Regions from separate parts of the Arabidopsis thaliana genome. Here region 1 is linked to region 2. The links are chromatin contacts, called in public capture Hi-C maps. All regions are on one chromosome and are shown on one strand. The core of a region is the stretch at or near the end of the contact, and the rest is flanking DNA. Distances in the headings are between cores, read along the strand shown. Region 1 holds the start of AT1G29160 (Dof-type zinc finger DNA-binding family protein). Region 2 holds the start of AT1G28080 (RING finger protein).

Region 1 (6,620 bases), core at 773-3,272, 390 kb before region 2:
CAAAATTATTTTCTAAATTAATATTTTGGCTGACAAAAAAAACCTCAAAACATAACAAGCATCAAAATCCAAATTCTTGTTTCCACAATTGGTTTCTCTCCATCAATCAGATGTTTCATCCCAACATAAATGATCCCTTGTAAGATCTTAAAAAACTTTGAAAAATAAATTCAAATTAAATATTTATTCCGTTCAAATTATACGATTTTTTAACTAAAAATGCAGATTAAGAAGTATCTTTTTTTAAAAGGTTCATCCAATCATGAAAAAGGTACGGCATAATCAAAATAATTAGAAAATATGAAATAATATATAATTTGTATAAAAACTTGAAAACATTTATAATATAAAACAAACAAGTTTTCCCAAAACATCTTCTATTATAAAACGAAGATGGTATTAATTTTTTATTTTTCTTTAAGTTTTATTGTAGTTATGAACACAAATCTAATATTAAATTTTTTTCTATAGTTTCATTGTCGTCTCAATAATAAAACATTAGATCATTCACTTCAATATATATGACGTAAACCTTTGAATATAAAATTTACACACCCCATAAAATCATGAAATGTAATCTACTGGTTTGTGAAAATATGAATCCAACTCTTATAAAAGAAAAAAATTACGCGCCTTATCAAAACATTATTGTTTTTTTTTGTCATGTTTACTGACATAAATTTAATGTAGATTCAACTCTGCTTATATTATTTTATATAAGAAAACAAAACTCTACTAATACTATTAAATAAAAAGGGACTATATTTATTCGAAATAAATAAAGAAATGAAGAAAATGGATGGATGACTTGGAAAAGAGTGGCCAAAAGATGATGTGAGCCTAGAATTGAAAGCTGATCCCTCTACTCATTCATGCTTAATTATGCTTATTCATCTCTTCTCCTTTTCTACGCAACACACCAAAAACGCTCTCTCTTTGGCGGCTTTGTCCAAATCCAAATCATTCTCACTTAAATAAAGATTCATTGAAATATATTAAGGAGATACACATAAAATAGAAAATTATATGTTAATAGTTGTGGTTCTCAGCTGATAGAAACATCATTTACTTTTTCAATCGCATAAGTTTCCATATGTTTTTTTCCTAATTTCTATATTATTTATACATTTTGGAGATTTTGATAAATATTTTTTGTTTAATTTAAACCTATAGACCTCACATATTCATCTCATGTTGAAGAACTGGGTCAAAGCACTGGGGTCGAAACCGGTAGTAAACTAGAAATGAGAGTTACCTACTTAAATTGCTCTCCTCATATTTCCAAAGATGCAATCATCCAAAAATGTTAGTCAACGGTGAAAACAAAAAGAAATGGATGATGCTTATGCGAATTTAAAAGGAAATAATAGTTATATTATATGGATAATATAATTAGGTTTTGAATGTGATCTTAATTTTGTTTTGTGATACACAGCCCCAGTTCAGAAAATATTAAGAATTTGCCACTGAACATACGTATCCCTTCCAAATCACTGTTGACATACTAACATCATTTTAAAAATATTCAATAATATCTTAATATAAATTTTATGAATTAATTAAATCGAACAAAGCCTTTTTTTACCCAAGATAAACAAACATTTGGATAGCTTGTAAGTTAATTATAGTAGTTTTAGGCACTGTAAGTATCCCGCATAATTCATATATTATTAGTGATTTGGAAATTTAGCAAAGGGAGTAAATTATAAAAAAAAAACTAGAATTTACACAAATTTTGATAAAAGTCATGTCAATTTTTTATTTTTTTTAAAGGAGATGTTAAACATCACTGTTCCTAAAAAAACTTTTTAAAATATACGGAAAGACAATGGAGAACTGTACCAAAATACACACATTTTGGAGAAAAGGAAAAAAAAAAAAGCAAAAGAACACACACATTTTGTCAGCTGATATATATGGATCGATATTTCTTTGAATGCAATAAGCAATAAATGTGCCTAACATATTCTTTCATTATTTTTTTTTAATATTCTCCCTACTAACACTATTGCTTTTCTCTCCTTTCTTACGATAAAGATATAATAATGTTTTCACAAAATCTTTTTACAAAAAGAAAAGAAAAAAACACATTGAAATCTTCTTCCTATAAACGTCTCTTCTCTCTTTCATCACTGCAAGAAACTTAATCACAACTCTCTCTTTAATCTCTTTGTCTCTCTCTCTCTCTCTCTATCTCTCTCTCATTTTAATGGCGACCCAAGATTCTCAAGGGATTAAACTCTTTGGCAAAACCATAACATTCAACGCCAACATCACACAGACGATAAAAAAAGAAGAGCAGCAACAACAACAACAGCCAGAGCTACAAGCAACAACAGCCGTTAGATCACCCTCATCGGATCTGACGGCTGAGAAGCGTCCAGACAAGATCATACCATGTCCGAGATGCAAGAGCATGGAGACTAAGTTTTGTTACTTCAACAACTACAACGTTAATCAACCAAGACACTTCTGCAAAGGTTGTCAACGTTACTGGACCGCCGGTGGAGCTCTCCGGAATGTTCCCGTCGGTGCCGGTCGTCGGAAGTCAAAACCTCCCGGACGTGTCGGTGGGTTCGCTGAGTTGCTTGGAGCTGCGACTGGAGCTGTTGATCAGGTCGAGCTAGATGCTTTGCTAGTGGAAGAGTGGAGAGCTGCTACGGCGTCTCACGGTGGTTTCCGGCATGATTTTCCGGTGAAGAGGCTCCGTTGTTACACCGATGGTCAATCTTGTTAATTATTTTTACATTTTTATTTGTTTGTTTTCGGGTTTGGGTTTGGGTGGTTTGCTATAATTTAACCCGTAGAAAGAAAGAACGTGGTTAAATTTGCTTTGCTTTGATTACTCTGGATACGTACAGGCTAGCAACAAAATTTAACTAGTTAATTACTAATTAATTAGTAGGTTTTTAATACTTGCTTATCTACTAAACAGCTGTTGCTTTTTAATTTCTCTTGCTGTAAATTGAAGCTCGTGGCCGTGGGATTTTTCTTCTCTAAACAAAGACGGTGTGGTTGACCATTAATTATCCTTGAAACTATTTATTAGTAGTACTAATTTTTTTAGTTATTATTGCTCAATCTCATAAACCTATAGAAATCTAACTTTTTTGGTCTTTGTAGCTTCGCATCGTTTAAGTGTACGTAAAGTTAGTTAAAGATTATGGACATTAGTCTAGTTAATCTTTCAACCAAGAAGAAACCTCATTCAATTGGACATTTAAGTTTTCACTTTTCAGCTATAAACTGACAATCACACAATAATGGGATACCTACATAACTAGAATAAGGTTTTTACTGTTTATGAAGAAGAAATTGAACAAATATTGGAACACTCTAAATGTTTGTCCTTCCAATAAAAGACCAGTAAACCACTAATGATAAATAACCTTTTCAAACAGCCAAAAAAATGTCTTAAATCTTAACGAAATATTATGATTTGTGAAAATATATGCCTTATCAACATTTTTGTGGATGACTGTAGTATGTCACATTTTAGTGTTAACATTTAAAATAAACGTTTTAACAGAATTTGTTTACTTCATCAATAATCACGAAGCTAACTAGAAAAGCTACTGTGATGAAGCAGCACATAAAAGAATATGACAGAAGAAGAGAACAAAATCAAGACTTGCTTGTGTGCAAGTCATGTCCTGAGTTGAGAAAAGAAATGGTGGGTCCTGTGAATTGAGTTCTGGGTTGGTCAGAATTTATAAATGCGGAGATAGAAAAATCAATGAGATTTGGATGAGGTAAAGATTAAAGGTTTTGGAAAAAGAGAACACAATGTTGACTTGCGAGGCTAAGAAAAAGAAACTGCAACAACCAGATGAAAACAAACTACATTTTAAGCACTAATAAAAGGTAAGAAACCATGACATAATAAGATCATAAGCAAAACGAGTAATGTGAACAATTCAGACAAGTTTACTTTCTCCATTGAGAAACATCAGTTTCTTTGAGTCCAAACGATATCTAAAACCAGAAAGAAAGAACGATAGAATGAGATTCATACGACCAACTCACTCACTCTCTCAGGACATGATTTTGGCAGACCGGACATAAAGGCTGTCGACGACCTTCCCCATGTTTGCAATGGTTTCGAGGGTAGCCGAGTAGATAGCATCTGCCTTTGGGTCTTCGAAGATGATGAGGCATCCAGCTCCTTGATCCAAGGTACCTGCAAATTTCTTGTCGAGTATCATCTGAGATAGCTTCTTTTCCACATGGTCGAGCGGCAATCCAATGAGCTCAGCAATGTGAGCTATCTCAACTCTTGAGAAGGGCTCGATCAAACGACACAGATTTTGCTCCAGAAGCGTGTCATAGAGAGAAGAGAGATGCCTGTGGACAATTGGGTCATCTTCAAGCTGTGCTTTGTAGTCACGGAGTGCGTTCTCAAACAACTTCAAGGACCTCTTCGAGTGAGCATCAGCGACTGCTTTCATGGCATCCAGGTCAGGGCCAACGTACTGTAGTCCAGCCTTTGAGGAGATTATTCCTGCAACATCATCAGCTTGGCTAACCATGATCTTGCACAGTAACATGTACTTCAAACTGAAAACCGCTCTCGGATCTCCGAGAGCGTTGAAGGACTCAAAGGCTTCAAAGAAGTAACTGTATCCGGTTTTGTAGTCTTTCTCTTCAGCATGAAGAATCCCACTCTGCAGATCTATCGTGCCTTGTTGAGCTGGTGGGACATATATAGCGTTAGCAGCTGTCCTAGCTGCAGTGAGTGCAGCTTTTGCCTTGGGTAAGTTTCTCAATGAGAAGTGAAGTTTGCTCTCCAGCAAGTCTATGTCGACCAGAAGGAGCTTATCATCTAATCTCCTAACCTCTTTTACCAAAGTACTCAACAACGCCAAAGCTTCAACATACTCCTTGTTCTCCATCAAAAGAGCTGCAAGCCTAGCCTCTACTCGCTGCCTGAGGAAAGTACGCTTCTCAGCGCGGGTCCATTCGACCATCTCTTTGCAGAGAGTGATCTGGAGATCAGTTGTTCCAGGAATCTTTGCCACAGCATCAATGATTCCTCTGACGATTTTCGCAGTTTTCGCCTTGGGGATTAAGGAAAAGAAAGGCCTCAACTTGGTCAACAGTTTCCGGAGATCCTCACCTCTCTTCTCTTCAGTCAATCGATCACAAAGGTTTGTAATCGCTTGCTCCTTGATCCGTATAGCCTCAGGAGATGAAGAAGGGTCTTCCAAAACCTGGTACAGTATCGTAATAGCCTCCGAGCTGTTGGCTTCTAAAGCCAGGGAAATCGTCTCTGTGGTAGCACGATAGGAAACCATTGTGGGTTTAGTGCAAACTCAAATCCCTGCAACAATAAAGCCATAGACCTGTTAATGCAATGTTCAAATATTTCTCCTTTCAAGCTTATTGATACTCTTTAGGTTTCACATCACTACAAAAACAAATCCATCTTCGATACATTACCAAGATAATCAGATAAAGACAAGCCACGATGGTAATTTATCACTGTAATTTATCAACTCTTCTGTACCTAATGATCAAGACAAGCCTAGAGATCTATCAAAGACAAAGATACAACGAGGCTACAATAAGTAATACAGGAACTGAATTACAAAGCCTATGAAACTATAACCTAATTTTTAAGTAATAAGATGAATCACAGAGACATAGTTCAGTAATTACTAACTTATTCAGTTCGAATTCTTCGACTCAAATACTTTTAAGATCTATTTAATTTTGTATTCAGCTTCTTTCAATCAGAATTAGAACATCCTCGGGCCCATCTTCACTGAGATCAACTAAATCGAAGAAAGCTAAACCCTAGAACTATCGAGACAAGGAACCAGATGTGGTTTTTTAAAACATCGAAAACAATACGCATACCAAAACCCAGAATTAAGCAGATCTGATAAGCAAACCCAGAAGAAGAATTAATGAAATTTCGCAAGAACAAGACTTACCGATGAATCGTCGGGGGCGTGAGATTTTGGTAAAGCTTTTCGACGACGGTATAGAAGAAATAAGAAGAAGAAGATTCGAGAGTTTTTTTTGGCTTGAAAGAAAAGATAAATGGACAGTCTTCTCGTAGTTTTACAATTTTTTGAAGGGTATATTTGTCTTTAGATGCTGAAATCAGGAAATAGAGAACGCTTAACAAATTCGGCGTCTTAAAATCTAGCGTTTCGGATTCAGAGTTTGAAAACCAACGCCAGACGCTGCAAAAGATCCTGGTGCAAACGCTTGTCGTGAAAACGCGTTTTGTGATTCAGGCCTAGTGGCTCAGACTAAAGGCCCAATATATACAAAACTCTGATCCGCCTTCTTTAGGTAAGGGTTCGATTTTATTTGTTGTCTTTTGCTTATTTCAGTTTGAGTCATTTACCTCAAACTATAATTCACATTATATGTTACATATGTAGCTTTCTCAAACTGTCATAAATTTCACTATGCATGTAAATGATTTAAATTTATTTTAGAGTAGGGTTTTTCACTACATCATGCATGTATCTGTTCAATCGAAAAGTAACAAATAAATATTGGAAGGTAATCAAATCATTCGTAAAAAAGAACTCCCAAAAATAAAACAATAACAACGAAAAAAAAACATGGTTAATTAGTAAACTCAGACAGACACATAAAAAACA
Region 2 (6,451 bases), core at 800-3,299:
TTTGTGAGCCTAGCGAGAGGGACATGCAATATAGATTATAGTAATTTCTGATTAACGAGAGCATCTAAACACACATACGCATGTAAGCTTTTTAAGTTTGGATTAAGATATCCTTTCTTTTCTGGTTTCTACTATTCTCAAAGCAAGCATGCCTGCTGACTCAGACTTATTTTTTATATTTTTCTTAATAAATAATCACTACTATAAATCATTATTAATATAACAATATTATGGCATGAAACTAATGAAACGGCCAGTTATAGTTCCCCTCTCGTTTTCCAGTTTCCTATGAGAGAATTAATAACAACAACAATTATTATCATAATTATTTGATAAGGTAGTGGGTACTTCGAGAAACGATCAATCAATAACGTTTAATTTTCAAAAGCGATAAAGACTGATTTTTGGTTGATCATAATTCTGATTAGAAAGTTGCTTAGGAAAAATATTAGTTTGATGCTTCATTATAAGCCTAAAATATTCATTTTTGCTTATACTAATTAATTAATTGAACACAGAAATAATTGAATTCATAAATTCGAACCCGAGGTTATTCATGATTATTAATTAGATTTGCACCTAATTAAGGATGTCATGTAGCTCTCAAAATTCAGAATGTGGTTTTCACTCAACTGTATTACAATATATAATTTGAATATCTATAGCCTAAGACTTAAAACTGAACTATATAAGTTAGCGAAGTTACGACACTATGACATCAGACTTGTGACCTAATAAGTTGGGGATTTAGTTCCAATGTCATTTTCATCTCGCAGCCCCTAAACTTGGAAGATAAAAAACGTATATAAAAGAGTTGGAGTTTAGATATTTACCTCAGATTCGCTATCCAATTCAAGTTTCTTCATGAGGTACTTAATTAACAATCTAACAGTGATTCTCCCATCTCTTATCCATGCAAATTGAAAACAAATTTGTTAATTAGAATATAATTAACAGAAGAAACTCCCCTAAACAAAGAACTTTTATAACGCATGAGACAAAAAAATAGACTTACTTGATTCTCAAGTAGCTTTTATTTACTTGAGGCAAGAACGGTTCCCTTTCCCTGCGTTCACAAATCCAACGTTATAAAACATATACATGCACATGCGTTACATACTAAAATAAATAGAATTTAACTAAAAATGAATCTAGAAAGAAAAAAAATACTTACTGAAATTGTGAAGCTTGAAGAAGAAACCAAAGACCAGAATGTGGTCTTCTTGGAGGATCAAGAACCCTAAACTCAGAGCTTGGTCCAGCTCCTCCCTCATCCACACAACAGCTTCTTGAAAGACTATTATTATTAGTGACGTCACGGTCACTCAATGATGACGGTCTAAACGGCGCCATATATTGAGGTATCCACGGCTTTGAAGATGGAAACGAAAAGCCGCGATTTAATAACGTTTGAGGCTTCATTAATTGGTGGTTGTAAACCAACGACGGTCCACGCATCGTCAATAACTGATCATGATGATATGGCAGCTGCAACGGTTGCGTCGGTAGGTGATCTATACTACTACTAACCGCGGTTGAGGATGAAGAGAACAAGCTCAGCTCTAATGAATTCTCTCTTCCACTTCCGTTTTTGCTACAACAACGTTGGAGCTTATACGAGCCATCCGTGTTCTCCTCAGGGCCTATACCTAAGCGGAGCCAAGATTTGTCTTTATTATCGTCTACGTTAATAGAACAAACGACGTCGTTCTTTGGGGCCGTTCCGTCGTCTTTCACTGGAGAAGAAGAGATGTTATAATAATCAGTAGAACCTGGTGCTGGATCGGAGACGGAACATGTATCTCCACTAGGATCTTGATTGTTGGTAGTTGTTTCTCTCATCATCATCGAGTCCGTGAAACCGCCGTAAACACCGAAAAGCGTTGAGGATTCAAGAGGAACCATATTGGTCATATGATCTCAGCATGAGTCATATATGGAGGGGTTATTGAAAAGTGAGAAGAGGGGTTAGAGAAGGTATGGTTTTGTGGAGAAGAAATGATTCTCATGAAGAAGATAAGGGTTTTGTTTATTTATTTCCTTTTAATTATTTAATATACTACATAGTTTTTCAATAATTTTAAATGCGTAGGGTTGTGAGTGAGAGAGGACGAGGAAGAGAAATTATTCCTTTGAAAATCTTACTTTCCATTAATTCTCTTTGTTTGGAAGCTTGTGGGAATGTAAGAAAGAGAGAGGGGTGTGATGGTCTCTCTGTCTGTCAGATTTAATTCAATAGAAATATCTGAAATTATGAAAAATTTCATGTACGTAGAGATCATATATACGTAATGTAAAAGTTTATATAATTTAGGACTACACTTTTTCTTTTTCTTACTCAAAATGAATAAACAATATTAATTATTTCTGTAAAAGTTTATTTGGGTTTTATTGACTTTAAAAGGACGAAAGGTATTCCTTATATGAAAAAAGGATGAAATGGGGTGTGTGATCGATCCAGCTAATCGCTTTTTTAAGGCCATGTTCCGAGGACAAAAAATTGACAGACAAAGTTATTATTTTGTTTTTAAGGGAATTTAATTACTAATATCCTTAGAAAGTTTATTTTTAGCCCTAATTGGATGGATTTCTAATGAGATTTTTGGGATAATTTTAAGCTGTTTATTTCTTTCAAGTTGGTTTTCTCTTTTATTTTATTTTGGTAGAAGGGAAAATTTCTAAGGATGTGCTCTCAAGTCAAATTTAGTTCTTCATTGTACTGATCTTTCAGACCATAATCCATGTTAATTTGTATATTATTTCGATATTATTTTATCAAACAATTAATTTGCTATACAATAGAGTTATTCATCACATGAGTCTTTTAGAATTTTTGATATAATCTTACACAAAATACAATAAAGACCATGCATTTTTTTACTGAAAAGGAATAAAAGCACCTGTTATTGATTAACTTTTAACGCACAGAAGTTCATGTTAATTTAACTTTTAATCCGAACCATGTTCCATACATGTAAGAAGATCATATATATATGTACGTTCCATTTTTGTTGTAATGATCGTCAACTAATTTAATCTTCAATTACGATCATTGCAATCTCCTTTTTGTTTTCTATAAAAATCACTCATTTCCTAAAACATTTCAACAGTCTTACAACTTTATCTTTTCATTAAAGTCTTATGAAATAACATCATAAGTTAATCATGTGTATCAACTATCAACCCTAGCAAAAGAACTTGTGAATATCGAGGCGCTAATGTTATACTACTACAAGTTATATTTATAACTACAAATCACAGTCTGCGTAGAAGTATTTTGGTCCTAGGAGTTACAGTAAATTATATTGAAAATTTCTATATTGTAGTATTAGTTTCAGCTTGAAAAACTAAATATTGATTTAAGAAAAAACTTTCTGGTATATATTTCTATTATCTTAAATAAGTTTTATAATATTTATCAAAATGGATAATCAATTATAATAAATGCATTTTCACTGCGACGCTTATCTAGTGATTGATGGTTTTTGATGTTAATAATGTGTAAAACAAAGGTACGTGCATCTTGTTTATTTTTGTAAGATTGTTTTAAAAAAATATATGAAGGAGTACTTGAGTTGCACTTAATTACACATATGCATAAACAGAGAAAGGGTGCATGAGTGACTTGATAAGATAATAAAATATATCCTTTAGATTAGAAATGAGGCAAGTGGAATGGGCAGAGAGTGGAGAGGAATATGATGACAATATCTGTCAAAATGTCAATAATAAGATAGATTACTTGGAATTTTACATAGAATATAGTACTAATATATATACATGCATGATGGGAAGTTGAATCAAACGAAAAGGAAACCATAAAAGGGAGCGTGAAGAGAGAATGAAAGGCTAATAATAAAGAAATGATGCAAGGGAAATAAAGTAGGAGTAGAAATTGGTAAAGCATGGATTCTTTTTTTCCTTTTTAATATATGTAAGGGAAAAATGTGGGTTATATATTCGATGGTTGTAGGATGACATGAATATACAAAAGAAAACCCTAAAATGGTATAATTAAAATCAAAAAAGAAAGAGAAAAATAATGAAAAAGAGAGTTGGGCATGCATGATGGTGTTTGGTATCCCCATAGCCCGAGGACCCAAACCACAGACGACGTGGGGACTCTTCTGCTCTTTCTCTGAACTCCATGTGACCCCCACCCGATTGTTTTTACGTATATACATGGGAATATATACATATATATAACCAGACCTAGTAGCTATAGATCCAGGACCGAAACCCAAATCACATTTATAAAACCGAATATTTTTGCTATTTAAGACGTCTATCTATAGTAAGCAGTAGCAAAGGTGAGACCACAATAATTGTCGTCGATAGTGAAACTCAAATCTTTAACTTGGAATCACATATAACAAGTTTTCTATCATTTCGAACAAATTATTCAATTACACATTCATATACATAACATTTTTTTTTCTTCCTGATTATATACATATACTTTGCACTCCGAATGTTTTTAGATTTTGTTCTATCCGTACATGCATGCATCTAAGTTGTCTATAATTGTGAAGTCGTCTTTGCTGCCGCTGTCACTTTCTTACCTTCCGAAGAGCTATTATGTGCTTTTTGGATCAATATCAACTGAAATTATACCACAAATATAGTCTATAGTGGTCGACAAAAAAGGTAGACAACAGCCGAATCCTAAGGGGGAGTATTTCTACGTATCAAGTTCGCGTTTTGACAGTAAATAAAAATGAAATAACTTAATTCGATATGTTCCTGTCTTCTTGAACTTGGAACATATTATGTATCGAATGTTTGAAGCTTCTTGATAATTCAAATATAAAAAAAGAACTTTTATGATAATATACGAAAATGTCTATGTATTATAAGCTCATAGTTTATTTGATTCAAAAATAAACGATCATAATAGTTCATCCCTAATATCTGATCATAAATGTATATTTTCGCTTAGCAAACTTCCCAATGAAATAGATCGAAGTATATACTTTCCCTAAACTAGAAGATAATTACTGATAATTTATGAATGTTTAGTAAAACATAACATTTATTTTGTTTATTATGATCTTATACCAAAAACAAAAACAAAAAAAGATTTTTGTGACGGTGATAACTATTAACTGATAAACATGAGTCCAACGTACGTAGAATAAGAGTGATCTGGTGATCTACTAACTTAGCAGCTGATTAATCTTAGTGAAATATTATAAGAAACATTATTACTAAAAATCGTTGCAAAAAGTTAGCGAAATTTTGACGTAGCAACGACTGATTGACTATTTCGTTGTCATATCTCGCTAATTTAATGTAGTAATATAGAAAAAGGGTTTTAAAACAGAATAAAGATAACTGTGTAGTAAGGAACCTTTTTGAGCATGCATATTAGATGCGATCGGAATACTCATATTGGTGTAGCATTGTCTTTTTATTTGGTAAAGGCACTTTAGTCCAACCTGAAATTCGCGAGCATGTAAATTTATTTTTAACTCGGCTTGGTCAGATCCGTTTTCTCTCGGATTTGTATTTCAAAGTCCAGTCCAGCCTAGATGACTACAAGATAAACCTGAGTATTGTCAGGAACAACACAGATTTTAAACATTTACGAACCAATTATTACAAAAAAATATTAAGTTAACTTAAATACAAAAGTGAAAGAACCCTAGTATATATATATTAAATCCAAATATATATATAAGACTCACAATAAATGGTATATAAAAATAAAATAAAAAATGATATTTCTTTGTTTATAATGGTATGTTTTTCATACGAACGCTTTAAAATCATGTCTATTAATGTCAATGATGGTCAAGGTACATACAAAACAAACTCTGAAACGAAAGTTTGGAATTCTTTTCCATCTGGTTTATTACATAGGTTTGATATTCTTTCGAGGTTGAGGATCCATAGAAATGATGTTACAACTCGCTTAATGTTAGACATCATAGATAATCACTATAGTTATGGGTGAGGAGTAGAGCAACGTAACACCTAAGTCTCCCAACTTTTAAAGACACCCATCTTATCTGAAATTAAACAAACAAAACTCAAAAGGAACATTATCACATCGTTCGAAAAACCATAACATTCTTAAGAGATAAAAAAAAAAAAAAGATATGAACAGTTGGAAAAATCATAACATTCTCAAGATAAATAATACATGAAGTGGTACATAATATGAAGCCAACATGTGAGTATGTATGAAGACTCCAACACCAACCATGAAATTTTGAACCTGAGTAAGATGTTGCTTCTTGAAGAGGTTCATGTCTCTATGTGATGTGAGAAAAAGCACTAGAATCACGAGTCCATCCTATTCATTGCAGACCATATAGATTAACATAACAGCTAGAGCTTTAAGAATTTAGCCACTTTCTGAAAGTGACTCCAACATTTATAAATTACAATGATTTGAAGAGGTCGGTAGAACCTCGATTGTTTTTTGTTTCTCAAAGTTATTTTGGTT

What was found. Capture Hi-C pulls out chosen DNA fragments and counts their contacts.
Region 1: a capture Hi-C map of seedling shows a contact between it and region 2, with 2.6 times the contacts expected there. A contact is called at or near these places in 2 of 3 other capture datasets (seedling and shoot).

What each region holds. Positions count from the first base shown.
Region 1 is chr1:10,179,914-10,186,533 of TAIR10.1, reverse strand. AT1G29160 (Dof-type zinc finger DNA-binding family protein) reads left to right here and starts at 2,022. Exons shown (of 1, transcript NM_102657.2): 1 at 2,022-3,144. The coding sequence starts at 2,210. The coding sequence ends at 2,737. AT1G29140 (Pollen Ole e 1 allergen and extensin family protein) reads right to left here. Exons shown (of 2, transcript NM_102655.4): 2 at 6,309-6,620. It overlaps ATS9 (non-ATPase subunit 9), which reads right to left and starts at 6,232. Exons shown (of 2, transcript NM_102656.4): 1 at 5,937-6,232; 2 at 3,746-5,320. The coding sequence starts at 5,294. The coding sequence ends at 4,035.
Region 2 is chr1:9,785,289-9,791,739 of TAIR10.1, reverse strand. It overlaps AT1G28080 (RING finger protein), which reads right to left and starts at 2,049. Exons shown (of 4, transcript NM_001332798.1): 1 at 1,175-2,049; 2 at 1,016-1,066; 3 at 834-906; 4 at 194-286. The coding sequence starts at 1,914. The coding sequence ends at 242.